Linked DNA regions of Hordeum vulgare: region 2 is linked to region 1. A link is a contact called in public Hi-C data. All regions are on one chromosome and are shown on one strand. Each heading gives the region's core, a stretch centred on a gene start, on an enhancer-like site or on the middle of the called end of the contact. The rest is flanking DNA. Distances are from core to core; before and after follow the strand shown.

Evidence for each region. Hi-C and Micro-C count contacts between places; a contact is called where the count stands out from the background.
Region 2: a Hi-C map of seedling shows a contact between it and region 1, with 1.6 times the contacts expected there. The contact joins the promoter of LOC123424819 here to the promoter of LOC123424817 in region 1. A contact is called at or near these places in 2 of 6 Hi-C or Micro-C datasets (leaf and seedling) and 1 of 1 datasets of contacts at active chromatin or transcription factors (embryo).

Annotation. Positions count from the first base shown.
Region 1 is chr2H:50,261,985-50,269,389 of MorexV3_pseudomolecules_assembly, forward strand. LOC123424817 (tubby-like F-box protein 11) reads right to left here and starts at 4,748. Exons shown (of 6, transcript XM_045108513.1): 1 at 4,048-4,748; 2 at 3,207-3,294; 3 at 2,998-3,127; 4 at 2,694-2,831; 5 at 1,341-1,780; 6 at 731-1,080. The coding sequence starts at 4,386. The coding sequence ends at 1,345. It overlaps LOC123424816 (inactive beta-amylase 9), which reads left to right. Exons shown (of 3, transcript XM_045108512.1): 3 at 1-670. The coding sequence ends at 330.
Region 2 is chr2H:50,449,657-50,457,061 of MorexV3_pseudomolecules_assembly, forward strand. LOC123424819 (superoxide dismutase [Cu-Zn] 4A) reads left to right here and starts at 2,704. Exons shown (of 8, transcript XM_045108516.1): 1 at 2,704-2,848; 2 at 3,525-3,612; 3 at 3,696-3,797; 4 at 3,878-3,973; 5 at 4,108-4,139; 6 at 4,247-4,322; 7 at 5,432-5,485; 8 at 5,701-6,012. The coding sequence starts at 3,537. The coding sequence ends at 5,723.

The DNA.
Region 1 (7,405 bases), core at 3,498-5,997:
AACACGGGGTCCAGCCCCGACAAGCTGATGGTGCAGATCAAGAACGCGTGCCGGCGGCATGGCACGCGCATCGCCGGCGAGAACGCGTCGCTGGTGATGACGCACACCAGCAGCTTCTCCAGGATCAAGAGCAACATCGTCACCGCGGAGCGGATGAGGCCGTCCTTCTTCACCTACCGGCGGATGGGGGCCGAGTTCTTCTCGCCGGAGCACTGGCCGCCATTCATGGAGTTCGTGCGCAGCGTCGTCTGCGGCGAGTGGGACGAGGACGACGAGATGGCCGCCGCCGTCTCAAGCTACGCCAAGGACGGGGTGGCGCAGGCAGTTTGACACCTTTTGGGTTTGATTGATTGATTGTTAATTACCTTGATCATCCATCAGCCAAGATGAGATGGGATATGAGATATGAGATATGATCCGATCCGATTATTTATTGGATCGAGAGTTCAAGTGTATATGAATTTCATATTTTTCATTTGATGAGGCTACTGTCTCAAGATATGAGACTTTTTTTTTCATAAGGAATGGAAAAATTATAGTAGATCACTGCAAATGCAAATTTGTCAACTGCTGTTGGGATGAATCGTGTTACTTCAGTGACCAATTTTCCTGGCATATATATCATTCAAAATTGTGATTGCCGTCACTGGATGTACAGTGAACCGAATTGCAACCCATGTTTGAAAAAAAATCCCCTAACCATGCTGTTAAAACTTAAAAACTGATTCCAGAAAGCCATAAAACGTTGGAAATATTTCTTCACTCAACAATTCAATGAGGCACCGGGTAACCACAAACACAAAACACAAACATAACATGTTTTCTTCGTCTGCGACGAACCAGGTAGAAAATCATGCTTCTACCTGGGTATTTCCAACACACATACAACTGGAGTAAAGAAGGTGACTTTATCACGAACAAATATAACCACACTCAGTTAGACTAATATTTACATTATGATATCATTTAACAGGATATCAGGCTCTACAACTACCTGTCCTCCTCCAGCTTCTTATATCGAGCATCAAATTCTGGATTATGATAGCAACTGCCTTCTACATTCTATTGGTTGTTGGGCACCTGCAGGTCAAATGGTGCTTCAAAGTCAGGTTTAGTATGATGTATCTGTCAGGTAGGTGACATAATCTGCAGGTTAGATATCCTAACAACCAGCAAAAATGTTGGATTGAAGCTAACTTTTCTTGTGTCTGAAGATCTCTAGAAGTTTGAAGCAACTCACCAACTTCCAGATGCACCATTAACATATGATTCATCATCAAATTGTTCGTTTAATTGGCATGTCAGTAAACATGACACAAACAAGAAACTGAGAAACGCACCTCTTTATTCGCGTGCTAATTTGGTGTCGAAGCTGCTGAGGCAGATCGCAAATGCCTGGAACGCCGATACCGGGTAACGGTAGTCGAGTGTGAACAAGTCCTTCCCAATCTTACCAAACTGGAGGGTGGTATCATCATTCTCTTCGTTAGCTGGAGCACTCTCATCTGAAGCCACCAGCTGAAAGTTTTTCACTGATGCAACCGTCACCCGTCCATGGAAGTTGAGGCACCAGCACCTTAGATGTTCGTGCCACCTGGGGGACTTGTTCTTAAGCACCAGCTTACTTTCCACTTGACTGGATAATGGGATAATTGAGCTATCAATTCGAGATGATTTGGGATTGAAGAAAGGAAACACGGTCTGTGTTGGAGCTGTTCCTCCTTGTTCAATTGCTGATACAGGGATAGAATCCATGATACAGTTCATCCTTCTTGGGCCCCTACAACAAGCAAACATGCCGCAACAGAGTCAGTGTCTTAGTGATGCTTCATTGCTTCTTACATGAAGATATTTTTACTAGCTACGTGATATAATTAGTTAGTGTCAAGTGGTTTCGTTTCTTTGAAATGGAACCGAGGGTGAGGCCTTGTTGATCGGAAAGAAATAGTAAGTGATGGTTCATACATGACATAATTACACAACTTAAACGATAAAATTAGTTAGTGGTGCTTCAGACATGACATAATTACACTACTTATACATGATAAAATTAATTAGTGGTGCTTCCTACAAGATATTTTTCTCTTCTATTGCATTATAAATAAACAGATAGCTTTGCAACCCACTACCAACACATGAAGTCAAAACCAGATTTTGTATATTTCAGATGAAATCGCGCTAATGCAGTCCTCCCTCCTATGGTAATCCAGAAAAAATCATAATTCCACTGTGGTTTTTGATCAGCTGATTTTCAGAAATTATAGTGCACTTAAATAACATCGTTATTCCTCTTCATAAAAAAATGCATTTAGATAAGATCGTTATCCACTGTGGCTTTGGATCTGCTGATTTTCAGAAATGGTAATGCCTTTAAAGTTTATGAAGAGTAAGGTTGTTATCAGCAATGCAAATAGCAGTTACGGTGTTCTCAACATTTTTGGTCAGTAAATGGATTTATATGCAGGTGCGTGGAAACTTGCTATCCATGTCCCAGAACCATGAGTTGGTCGCGAGAACTGATGGGTTTCACCTCTAGCCTACCCCAACTTGTTTGGGACTAAAGGCTTCTTTGTTGTATTTGTTGTATAAATGGATTTATATGCAAATAATGGTATATTGTCTCCAAAAAACATATAGAAATATGTGCGCACATATATAACGTAATGGAAGGGTTACCACATAAGATGGCATACCTAGATCCCAAAACATTCACTTCATAATTAATCTGTATAACTGGATAGTCGCCAGCAGGCCATCTCTTTGAAACCTCAGGTCCAGCATGAGGTGGATGCGCATCATAGACAGTAAACTTTGTTCTCAAGAAATTTGATCTGTTCAGTAAAGAGGAAATGTTACTAACTGAACTAAAACCAAGAAAATTATTTTGTAACGGAGGGAGTAAGTTTCTCTGCTTTAACATGATGTTCTGATCTTAAGCCTGTCGCTGAAGAAACTTGGGCAACTCATAATGTTCAGATATAAATGCCAAACAATCACCTTAACTTGCCAACGCAGGTTTGACTCCCCTTTGACATGTCACTCTTGTCAAGCGAAATCAGATATTCGGTACATGTAGGCCTATGGTATTTGCGTGCAGCAAGTAGGAACTTCCCAGCATCAGCTAGTGCTGCACAACGAAAAAGAAACAATGTTCATGAGCAAAAGAAGTACATCCAGACTGCATATACCCAATGTGAAAAGCATACCATCAGTCAGTCCAATGTAGAGGAAATAAGTCTGAGTAGCCCGGTGCCTCCGAATGAAACATTTGATAGGAGCATCTCTTGGTCCAGGCTACACGTTAGAGAGGTAAAAGTAAGTTCAAAGCAAACAAATCTACCAACAAAAGGTGCATGATTTATAAAACTCGAATTAGACATCACTGTTCTACAAAGGATGGTCAACTACATCTGACAACATAGCTTTCGTATTAAACCCATTTGACAATGACTGTTCGAACTAAATAACAGTTGACATTGGAAATTTCATACTAAACCAACTCCTGGTTGACCAATCAACCAAACAACCAGTCATTATTTAGTATTTACTAATCTGACTTTTCAAGTTTCTTCTCAATACAGACGTATTTCTCGGTCTCAATACTGTACTTTCGAGGATTAAATAAAAAATAGAAAACAAAACAAACATGACAGAGTAGATGCTACCCAACATTAGAACTCCTTTCACACGGACCTTTCTTTGACATCTTCCAATCAGGAAAAAAAGAAGGCTCGCTACGTTGCGTGGAATGGTGGACATCAAAAGGAACTCACACAATTCTAAGAAAGAAAAAGTGAACACAATCGCCATAATTGAAGTTTGCCGCTAAACGTTCGATCAACTAATTAGTCTCGAATTACTCGTAGAATAAAGATAATATCATCATAAGAGGAATTTTTGGCAACTAATATAAGAACTGTAATATGAACACTGGGCTGCCATGGAGGAGCGGCTGAATGAACAGCATGGATGGTGATGAGGGGGGGAGAGAGAGAGAGAGAGAGAGAGAGAGAGAGATAGAGATTCAGAGTTGCCGGGAGCGGCTACCTGCTTGAGAGAGATGGGGAAGGTGAGCCTCCCGGACACCTCGAGTACACGGACGATCTCCCTGACGACGCCCCTCCAGGTCCGGCAGACGCCGGCGCACGCCACGACGTCGCGGCGGCGCGGCCACCGTGGCTCCGACGCCTCGACCCGCGCCAGCACCTCCAGCAGGAGCTCCGGCGGCAGCTCCGCCCAGCAGCAGCCCTGCCGCGCGGCCTCCTCCGACGGCGCCACCGCGGTGACCGCCGCCACCCGCCGGACGCGCGCCGACGGCAGCGACCGGCGCCGGGCGATGGCGTCCACCTCGCCCTTCATCTCCCGGATCATGCTCCTGAAAGACATCGCCTTCCCCGCCCGCCCCCGGCAGCCAAATCCAGCCCAAATTCCCACCCAACCCCGCCAAGAAACCGCGGCCCCGAGCGATCCCGCCAACCTAGGACGGATTTCTCAGAGCGGCACGCAAAAAAGGGTGAAGCTTGGATGTCAACGGATCGCGATTCCCTGTAGCGGCGACGGGGGCATCGGTATGGACGGATGTGGGAAATGGTGCTGCCTTTCGGCGGCGGCCCTGTTGGTGATATGCGCGGAGACGGGGACAAGGATGTGGAAGGAACAAGAATGCTCTACAGATTTGTGCTGTGCGCCTCCACTTGGCAGGGAAATTGCGTTCTACAGTGGTAGGAGGAGTACTAATATACTCCAGCATCTCTGTCAGGACAAACTGGGAGATTCTGGGAGTAGCAGAAAGTTGTTTATGGCATTTTCTTCTTGACGGCTTACCTGGTCAAATACTACTACTAATGTTAGTAAGATAACATAAGACCATTTCGAGTAAAAAAGAAAGATAAGACCATGTCCCTTTTTACTATTTCTAAACATATAAGATTATTTTCTTTTGCTGGAAAAATATTTTGAGAGGAGGGAAACAAGCACTAACCCTAGTCCTACGAGCATCTTCGAAAGACTGAACCGGCAATTTTAAGATTCACAAAAGGGAGACACTACATAGGGGCGCAGCACATAGGTCTTCCGATGCTGCGGTTTTCTTCGTGCATGCAAACTAATACACTTGGATGACATCAGCAAAGATTCCTCTGATGTTAAAGTTTAGAAAAGTTTTATCTCTTAAACTATAAATCCAATTGACGATCCGCTTTCACCGTTAGCTTTCTCGCATTGAGATCTTCGAAACTAGATTCCATGTTGACATATTTCGATAATATATTTTTTCCGTCGATAGTTGTCAGAATACTATTATTTACTTGTCACAATATTTGTCACATAGTTCTCACATTAAATTAACTTGGTTATCAGGTTTATGAATGTCGATATACCCCACTAAAAAACTTGATTCATTGTGCTTGTGCTGGTTCATGCATTTACTTGCTTATTGCTAGTGCTTTAATAACCATTTTCTAGCTCCACATAACACTGTAATACTTAAAAGGTATAAAATTATTGTCCCGGTAACTATGTATAATTTTTGTGACAACTGCACACCCGTAAGATGACAACTATGATGACATAAATGTGGCAACTAGGAATGATGAAAAAAAATCAACGAAACATGTCAACATGGGATCTTATTTTGAAGGCCTCGTCGAGACGAACCTAACGGTAAAGACAAATCTTCAATCAAATTATTAATCCGTGAGATAAATCATTTTTTCAGCCAGCATGCATGCATGCATAGAGTCCACGTTGTTGTGGAGCAGGTTGAAAACGACGGGTGCCTTTTTTTAATGCTCGGCCTGTATGCACGGAAAGGACAGGATGCGGCGGTGCTAATTAGATTTTCCCTTCACAAAATCATCACAAACGCCTCGCTATTAAGGGAAACGTGTCAAAAGAACATTTCAATTTATGAGACACCCAAGTGTCAAAACCTGGGTTTTGATCCCTGATGGGTTGAGGTACATCCACCCTCCGGACCATCCAGCATCTAGGATTTGATCCCGTTTCGAGTCCTTATCGTCTCCGACAACTTCTTCAGACAAGAGGTGGGCGGAACCATGGATTCAATCTTTGTATTGTGGGTTAAGTTTCTTTTGTTTCAGACTTGTGCATTCTTGGTTTCATTGCCTCGGCGTTGGAGGTGATGTCACACGGGGTAATAAGACCCTCATAGCTCGATCCCCAACATGTGTTTAGGACGGCAAAAGTGGTGACAGGTTTGCTTTAGTCCGGTGTTCTCCTATTCCCTTCTTTCGAGCTCTAAATCTCCATCCCAATTATGCAATGGGTGAACTGAGGTTTTAGTGGCCTATGTTGCAAGATAAGTGTCTTAGGCATAGTGTATTTGGGTTTGCAATCTATGTTGCAAAGAAGTGTCCTGGTCAAAGGGTACCCAACAATGTATACTTCTCACCTATCGGATATCCACGACATGATATCGTTCATGCTAGTCTAGTCTTACCTCTTTTTTTCTTCGAAGGCACCGAGAAACACCGAGATGCAAAAGGTGATGCTATGATGGACCATTTCGAATGACCCTGATCCAAACTATTTGTTTTTACTTTTTACTGCAAACCTTTGTTGTTCATATCTATTACGTTACCTTCAGTTCGGTAAAACATGGATTCGATCTTCGTAGTATGGACTAAGTTTCTTTTGTTTTAGGGTTGTGTGTTCTTCATCTCATTGCCTCCGCATTGGAGGTGATATCGCACATGGTAATAAAACCCTCAGGACTCAATATCCGCCTTGTTTTACGATAGCAAAAGTGGGCCAAGTGTGTGTTTAGCCCATGATTCTCCTAGTTCATTCTTTTGAGCTCTATGGATCTCCATCCCAATTATGCAACGGACGAACCAAGGTTTTGGCAACCTATGTTGCAAGAGAAGTGTCCCGGTCAAGAGTATATTGGGGTTTGGCCATCTATGTTGCAAGAAAAATGCCCTCGCCAAAGTGTATCAGGGTATAGCGACCTACGTTGCAAGAGAAGTGTCTCGATCAGAGTGTATTCAACAACATATACTTGTGACCTATCGGGGTCCATGACACGAAACCATTAATATTAGTCTTGTTTTACCGTTTTCTTCTTCGTAGGCACGTAGAAACATCGGGATGCAAAATGTAAAGCCACCACGGAGCATGTGAAGAACCTTTGTTGTCCATACTTACTAGCTCATAATACAAAAACAAAAATAAAGAATCGGAGCACAAGGAATCGTCTCATTATCGTTCGACAAAGAAAAACTATGGTCGATTAACTGACATTACCTTCGGTACGATGTACTCCTTGTTTTTTCGTCAAAAAAATAAGGTGGACATCTTGGAGCTGTCACCAGAAGGTGATATCTCCTTTTTCCTACTTTGAGAGACTACTTGCACTAGCAGCAACCGGCCACCCGTCCTTGAA
Region 2 (7,405 bases), core at 1,454-3,953, 190 kb after region 1:
GTATTCTCCTTGAGCTAAGGACACACAGTCCTCATCCAACACTCGTGGTAAGTTTCACGGTAGACTTCCAAACCCTCACAAACTTGGTGACCCGACAATCCACAATTTACTGCTGGATGCTCTAGACCAGTGACGTCTAGTCGTCTAGAAGATGCACAATATTCAAATGTAACAAGCATCGGTTCAACACATGAACAATCTATTCACTTATGTTCAATCACTTTGGATTTTGGGTTTTGGTTTGGGTGTTTGGGGGTTTTCCTCACTTTTGATTTTCTCTCAAAGTCTTCGAGGAATGGGTTGCTCTCAAATGACAAGTGTTAGTTTCTCTCACGGAGTAGCCAACGAGATAGTGGTTAGGGGGGGGCGACTATTTTATAGCCTGGGAGCAATCCCGACATGATTTGACATAAAATGCCCTAATGATATGACTATTATGTGGATAAGGTTTGGGGACAGCTGGCGTGCGATGCAACAACAAACCATGTCAGGGGCATCATCACCAAAGGTACGGCTACAGTGCTGCAGGTATCGCTGGCCAGACCGAGCGAGTCTACAATGGAGGGGACGTTCCACCGATCATCGCCGACTGCGACCAGCCGACATGGCACAGTGACGAGCACACCCCCGCCCACTCCATTACCTGCCCCGACGTGGGCAACGGTGCAACCGGTCGTACGATGACCGAAGCGACTACGCAAGGCGACGCGCATAACACGGTGCACGTCACTACGTAGCAAGCACGCACCAATGGTGGCGCCCGGTCGGTGGGCCCCAACGCCAGGCAGGACCCAGCAGTCGGCGGCCCCCACTTACGACAAGACTTCCCCAGCCGGTGAGACCCTTGGTCGGCTCCATAGGATGTCAGTCGGATCCCGCCCGGTACCTTATATTCCTATTGTAAGCCACGAGCTGGCCTATAAAACCCTGTAGCACCCCCCATGCATGGGTCGGTCGATCACACACTCACACACACATATGAGGGGAAAAGAGAGCTCTCATCTCCTTCTTCCTCCTCCAACATACATCTCAAGGAGCATATGGTGTCTCCAGCCGGATCATCAACTGACTCAAGCAGGACTAGGGGTGTTGCCTCCCACGGAGGGCCCCGAATATGGGTACTTCGTGTGTCTCGCACCGCTCGTTCCCAATCTCGTTTCCGGAACCCGACGTCGTCCTTTTGATCCCAATAACGTACGATTAGCCACCCCTTGGCATCCGTCGTGAGAAAACAACGACAACAGGGTTGAAAAAATTTGATGAAAGGACGTGGGTGAGAGGATAGCTAGCGTTCGGAGGGGAGATAGAAGGAGATCTAATCATCACGACGACAACACATCTCCTTTAATAATAGAGATTAGAACATCTCCAACAACACGTCTAAATTTAGATCTTTATATATCCATATAGACAATGGTTTATAAAGATTCTCTGATATACACGTTCAGTTTTACATCAGAAAGTCTATATAGAGAACATCTATATTATCTCTCCTATATATTAATATTATTTTATAACTACCATTCTATATCCTCTAAGTGGACCATCCTCCAACTGGACCATTAGTTCATCATCTTTAGTAGACCAATTCGGTCCTTTACTGGATTTTGCTTTGACAGGATGGGTAACTCTTTCTGGCGCACGTGGGCAACATCTCTCAGGCGGGGTGGGTAACTCTTTCAGGCGCAAGTGGGTAACTCTTCCAGTGAGATTCATTGAGATCCATGTGTAAAAAACTTAAGACATTCACTGCACATTCACACATTCATTGATATTCACGCATAAAAGGTAGCCATCCTCCATCACAGCAGCACGAGGCGACGATCGGTGCATCGCCCCGGGGCGGCGTCGACGCCATCGACCAGCAGGGCGGCGCCTCGCGGCACCCGGCGCCGCGGCGGCGCATCCGCCCTCCCCTGCCCTAAGTGAGCGCAACGACGACGGTGTCCGCCCGCCCCTCCCCTGAGCATCGCGTCGGCGACGGCCCGTCCCCCGAGCACGGCGGCAGCAGCGAGCAAAAAAGGGCGTACCTCGGTCGTGCGGCATGACGGCATCCTCGCGATGCGTCTCTTCCTCCTCTCGACGCGAAGGAGAAACTAACCTTCTGTTGGGTTGTGGATGACCCGTTCACATCATCGAGGGTGGACGTCGTCGAGGACTATGGACGACATGCAAATTTGCACATCCATTTAAATGAAGTGCCTAAGAGCATTGTTAGCATCATACAGTATGATTTAAAATGAATATATACATCTGTTTAAACTAGCTGTTAGAGATGCTCTTAGAACAAGGCACTTGCGTTGCGCGTGGATTGCACGCGCGCCGGTTTCAAAAGTTCAGAAGATGGAGCGGGGCATCGAAGAGCCCATATCAGTGAGAAGTCGTATGCGATGCACAGTTATCCAAAGATGCGTGGGCTACACGCGCACCGTTTTCAAAAATATTCTCCAACTTTCGTTTTACCACTGCTGCAGTTGAGAAGAGCGTGTGCTCCCATCGTAGCAAATATTCGAGGTTATTTCCCTTGATCGGAGAATTTATAGAGGAAATCGGGTGTCACAAAATCCAGTCGTTTTTTCTTCATCAGAGAAGTAAAAAAGAAGAAAGAGAAAAGAAAAGGAAACAAGAGGGAGGGGGTAGGTGAAGCAGCCAGCGCGTCAGCCCACCGCTCTGCCACCGGCTCCGGTCTATTTAAGCTAGCCGGCCCTCGGTTCGCGAGTCTTCTCCCCAGCATCATCCATCCCCTCCCCTCCCCAAGTCAGTCATAAACCCAAGTCGGACTCGCCTTCCTCCTCCTCCCCAACCACTCCGCTCTTCCGCCGCGCATCGCACCGGGGGGTCACCTGAGGTAGGTAACCCGCCCCCGAAATCTAGGTCTGCGAAACTCCTTCCGTTCGATCCGCGTCCCCGACCTCGCCGGAGCGGTTTTTGGGCCGGATCTGCTTCCGATTCGTGCTCTTCGGGGCATAGATTCGGCCCCGGTCTCGCGCGGTCCCGATCCGTGTTCCTGCTTGTGCAGTTTATGCTCGTGCGTGGTCGTCGGTTGGTCGGTGACGGATCACTACTGAGCGTCCCCGTCGTTGGTGTCGGTGTCGGAGGGATGCGGCGATTTGGTTGTTGTGGGACGTGCTCTGGATTCGGGGTTTAGATTAGAATGGGCTGAGGCGGTAGATTGGTCCGTACGGCTCAGTTTAGCACTGCTTGTTTATCCGTCCCCGTGCTGTGTCATGTTAATTTTGTCGCGTCTTACTGTCATATTTAGTGGGTTTCTGTTTCTGAACTTATTACTATACATAGCTAGGTTGCAGTAACTATTGGTGATTTGCTGCTTGCGGCGTAGCATATGGTGTGTGGGCGAAGCAAGGCCTGTATGTACTAGTTTGTTATTATCTAGCTAAAATCTAGAACTGCCCTGTGCTAATTACCAAGGTTTATGACGTGTTTGTGCTAAAGCACTGCTGGGTGATTTGTGATGTCCTGATGCCTCGCTTGAATGATTATTCGCTTCTGGGCTTTGATTGCAGATCACATACACAATGGTGAAGGCTGTAGCTGTGCTTACCGGCAGCGAGGGTGTCAAGGGCACCATCTTCTTCACCCAGGAGGGAGATGGTAATCATGCAAACATGCTCTGAGAGCCTCTGTACTCTATCCTTTCATGTTCGTTGGATGTAAATTGGTTGGTTCTTGTTTAGGCCCAACCACCGTGACGGGAAGTGTCACCGGACTCAAGGAAGGGCTTCACGGCTTCCATGTGCACGCTCTTGGTGACACCACCAACGGCTGCATGTCAACTGGTACCTACATTTCTGTTCCCCTTCCAGCACAGATGAAATGGACTGTGTGTGCTTATTGGTGTGGTCGATTTCCTTTGTAGGACCGCACTTCAACCCCGCTGGTCATGTGCATGGGGCACCCGAAGATGAAATCCGCCATGCTGGTGACCTCGGAAATGTGACAGCTGGAGCGGATGGTACTTCGTTTATACCCTTCTTGCCTCACCTAGATTCCTTCTTGTTGGAGATACATTTTTTTGCTTTGTTTCAAACTTAGGTAGCATCGTGTGTAATGCATAGCCTCACTGACAGTTTACTTCTTGGCTCCCAGGTGTTGCTAACATCAATGTTACTGACTGCCATGTAAGCAATATTTCTTTTCTCTCTACAGACATATAACATTGTCATCTTGCCGTTTTGTTGTGTTTTAGCACATTTCGTTTGACATTGATAACAATTTTGAATGGCAGATCCCCCTTGCTGGACCACATTCAATCATTGGCCGTGCTGTTGTCGTCCATGGTGATGCTGATGATCTTGGCAAGGGTAATACTTTGGAAACACTTGAATCATACATTTTTGTGCCTCCCTGTGCATGATTGTTTGTCAAACTTGAATGAAGTTGTTTTTGCAGGATTCCTAGAATAGTTATGTGCTTGTATACTTTATATGTTTATAATGGATCATAATAGTGAATTCATGTTGTATGAATAAGTTTGAAGAACCTGGGAACTTAAGTCTACTTTTGGATAAACCTGTTGCTTTCGTAGCTAGAGGTTAAAATCAAAGGAGTACTTCGTGACTAACTGTCCTTATGTCATGTCCTGGTAATAAAACAAATACTCCCTCCGTCCCAAAATAACTGCCTTAACTTTGTACTGACTTTAGTACAAAATTGTACTAAGCTTGAGACACTTATTTTGGCACGGAGGGAGTATTTATTTTTGGCTTTAGTGTCTTATATGATAGTTCTCCCCAACTACAATTATTTAGGTACAGGGAGAACATAAATTTATACTCTTATCACATGTCTGTAGAAAAGAATGCACGACACAAGTGTTTTAGGCATTTGGCATGCAGGGTACAGTAGATGTTATGATTTATGATGCACTTGGTATTACCTGAGCATTTGCTTGGCGTAATCGATGCTTGTGTTGCTTTGGCGTAATCGATGCTTGTGTTGCTTTGGCGTATGCTTATAAGATGAGGACTTCCACCTGAATGTCCAGATTAGTTTGATTGGACACATCCCAATTGTATTGTCTAACCATTGTGAAACTGGTCCAATCTATGATGCGATGCTGCAGTAATATGACAGTATTGTTTTGCTTCATGTCTTATAACTCAAAAACATAGTGTGTTACTTCACAGAAGAAACTCTTGTTTACAAGTTGCACAAAGGTTTTTTCTATTTGCGAATTGTCCTCTATTCACTATATTGTTTACAGCATTCATTTGTGCATGTTGTTTTAAGATCATACTGTGCTAGCCAATATTCCGGTGCTGCCTTATCTATCTGTACATATAAACTGAAATTTCTGCACTTCAAATTCCAGAATCTGCTTATTCTATCTAGAACATAGCCTATTTTAACATCGATTTGGATAGGGGCGTAAAGTTCACATGTAACCATTACTGTCTGTGCTGTATTTCAGGTGGACATGAGCTTAGCAAGAGCACTGGAAACGCTGGGGCGCGCGTTGCTTGCGGTAAGTTACAATTTTCTTTGCTAATATATTTTGGTTGCTCTAATCTGGTCTAGTTGCCTATCTGATCCGCCCCTCTCTTGCCCAATTGTCGTTTGTATTTTCTTGTAGTACAGTACCCCCTGCCTAAACTAATATAGGACGTTTCAGAGACTTTAGCATTTAGTGGATTCATATTCTCTCTTCTGTTCTGATGGCCTTCTTTTCCTTGTTTCCAGGGATCATCGGGCTCCAGGGCTAAGATGCCGTCTTCGCAGGCTGATGAAGGCCGTACAGATCTTGGCACTTGAAGGACACCGACTTGCAATTGCTATCTATTTTAAATAAGCACACCATCTATGATCGCTTTTTAGTGTGCATCATTTGTGTCGATTCCTATGTGAACTTTCATATCACTGTCATTTGGCTTTTTGAGTTGCGTGACTGGAACAGTTCAGTTCTGTCAAGTGCTTGTGGATGTGCTGTTGTTCTTAATGCCGTTACCAGCTCTGGGCATATTCAGCGAACGAGAGAGATTTCAGGTTTCATTATTTATCTTGTAGAGCTATCTAGATTCATCTGCATCTGCATACGCTCCACGTGTTCCGGTGATGCTTTGCTGTGCTGCTAGAATGACAGCGAAGCCTTGAGTGAATAAAGTGGCACTCGTTCTTACTGTGAGAGCAGCCAGACGATTATACTGCAATGTAAGCCATCACTTCGCCAACGCTACGGTATCTCTTCACTGGACGCTGCATCTTGCCCGAATGTTTGACAAGGTGGCTAGATTCCGAGTTAACCTTGATCTTGTGCGTCACTCTCTCAATACTGAAAACAATACGAATCCATACAGAAATGACTGGAACCCATCACAACTTATCCCGCAAACCCGAAACATTCAAGCAACAAAGTAGTATTGCCCGTGCCAGTCAGATAGAAACCAAGGTGGCTAGTGAGGTATGCCAATGCCCCTGCACAATGGCCACCGCCTGCTGTGGGGTGCCTCGCAATCACAGTTTGATGGTGCTTATACTGTGACAAAGAGAAGAACGCAGGGACATGTCTAGTGATCCGTGATTCAGCTAGTGACTTGATACTTGCGTCAAGTAAATACTTGTCTACTCTCTCTGTTTTCAAATATATTTGTCCTCCAAACGGATTGTTCAAACCAAATCAATCTGATTAAGGAAACGAAGCGGAGTTGAGAAACTTATTCACTGAGGGCAGGGAGCCTATTATTATGGAAGTAGACAGAATTCAGAATAGGGCTGCAGATTTTCTAGCTCGCGCTCGGAGCATCAAACCGACTTGTGGTTGCAAGATACCCTCGAGAGTTTTCTTCGTCTTTTGGCTATGGATTGTAATCCTATTCACTAATCAATAAGGCTCCCAATCTTCCCGCAATAAAAAAAAAACCTCAACTCATCCCACTGGTGAACCTTCTTGCTAACCCAGTCTGGCCCGACCAATCAGTTCAAGCATTTTCTGGTTAGTCCACTTGTGCGCACTTCCTCCATCTCATAATATAAAAACGTTTTTAACACTAATAGTGTCAAAAAGTTTTTATATTATAAAACAGACTAGTATAAAAATTATTCTTATATTATGAGACGGAGGGAGTAGAAAATAAGTAGAAGTGAGTGGATGAGTATGTACGTCAGGACCATCTAGAAAGCAACAATTTCAAGTTGACAGCATTGACTTCTCATTTAACCAAAATATGAAACAGTTTAATATATGCCGACATACTACTCCTGCTAGTAAATTGTGCACGCCATCAATGTTAGAAATAAGCAACTGACATTCACACAGCCAAAGGCCAGTATATATACATATGGTAAAAGTGCTAGAAAACCCTTCATACAATGAAGATATATAGAAAATGGGCTATACACATCTAACAACCCCTTCAAACTCATGGTGGGTCGAGGGGCTTAACGGAGG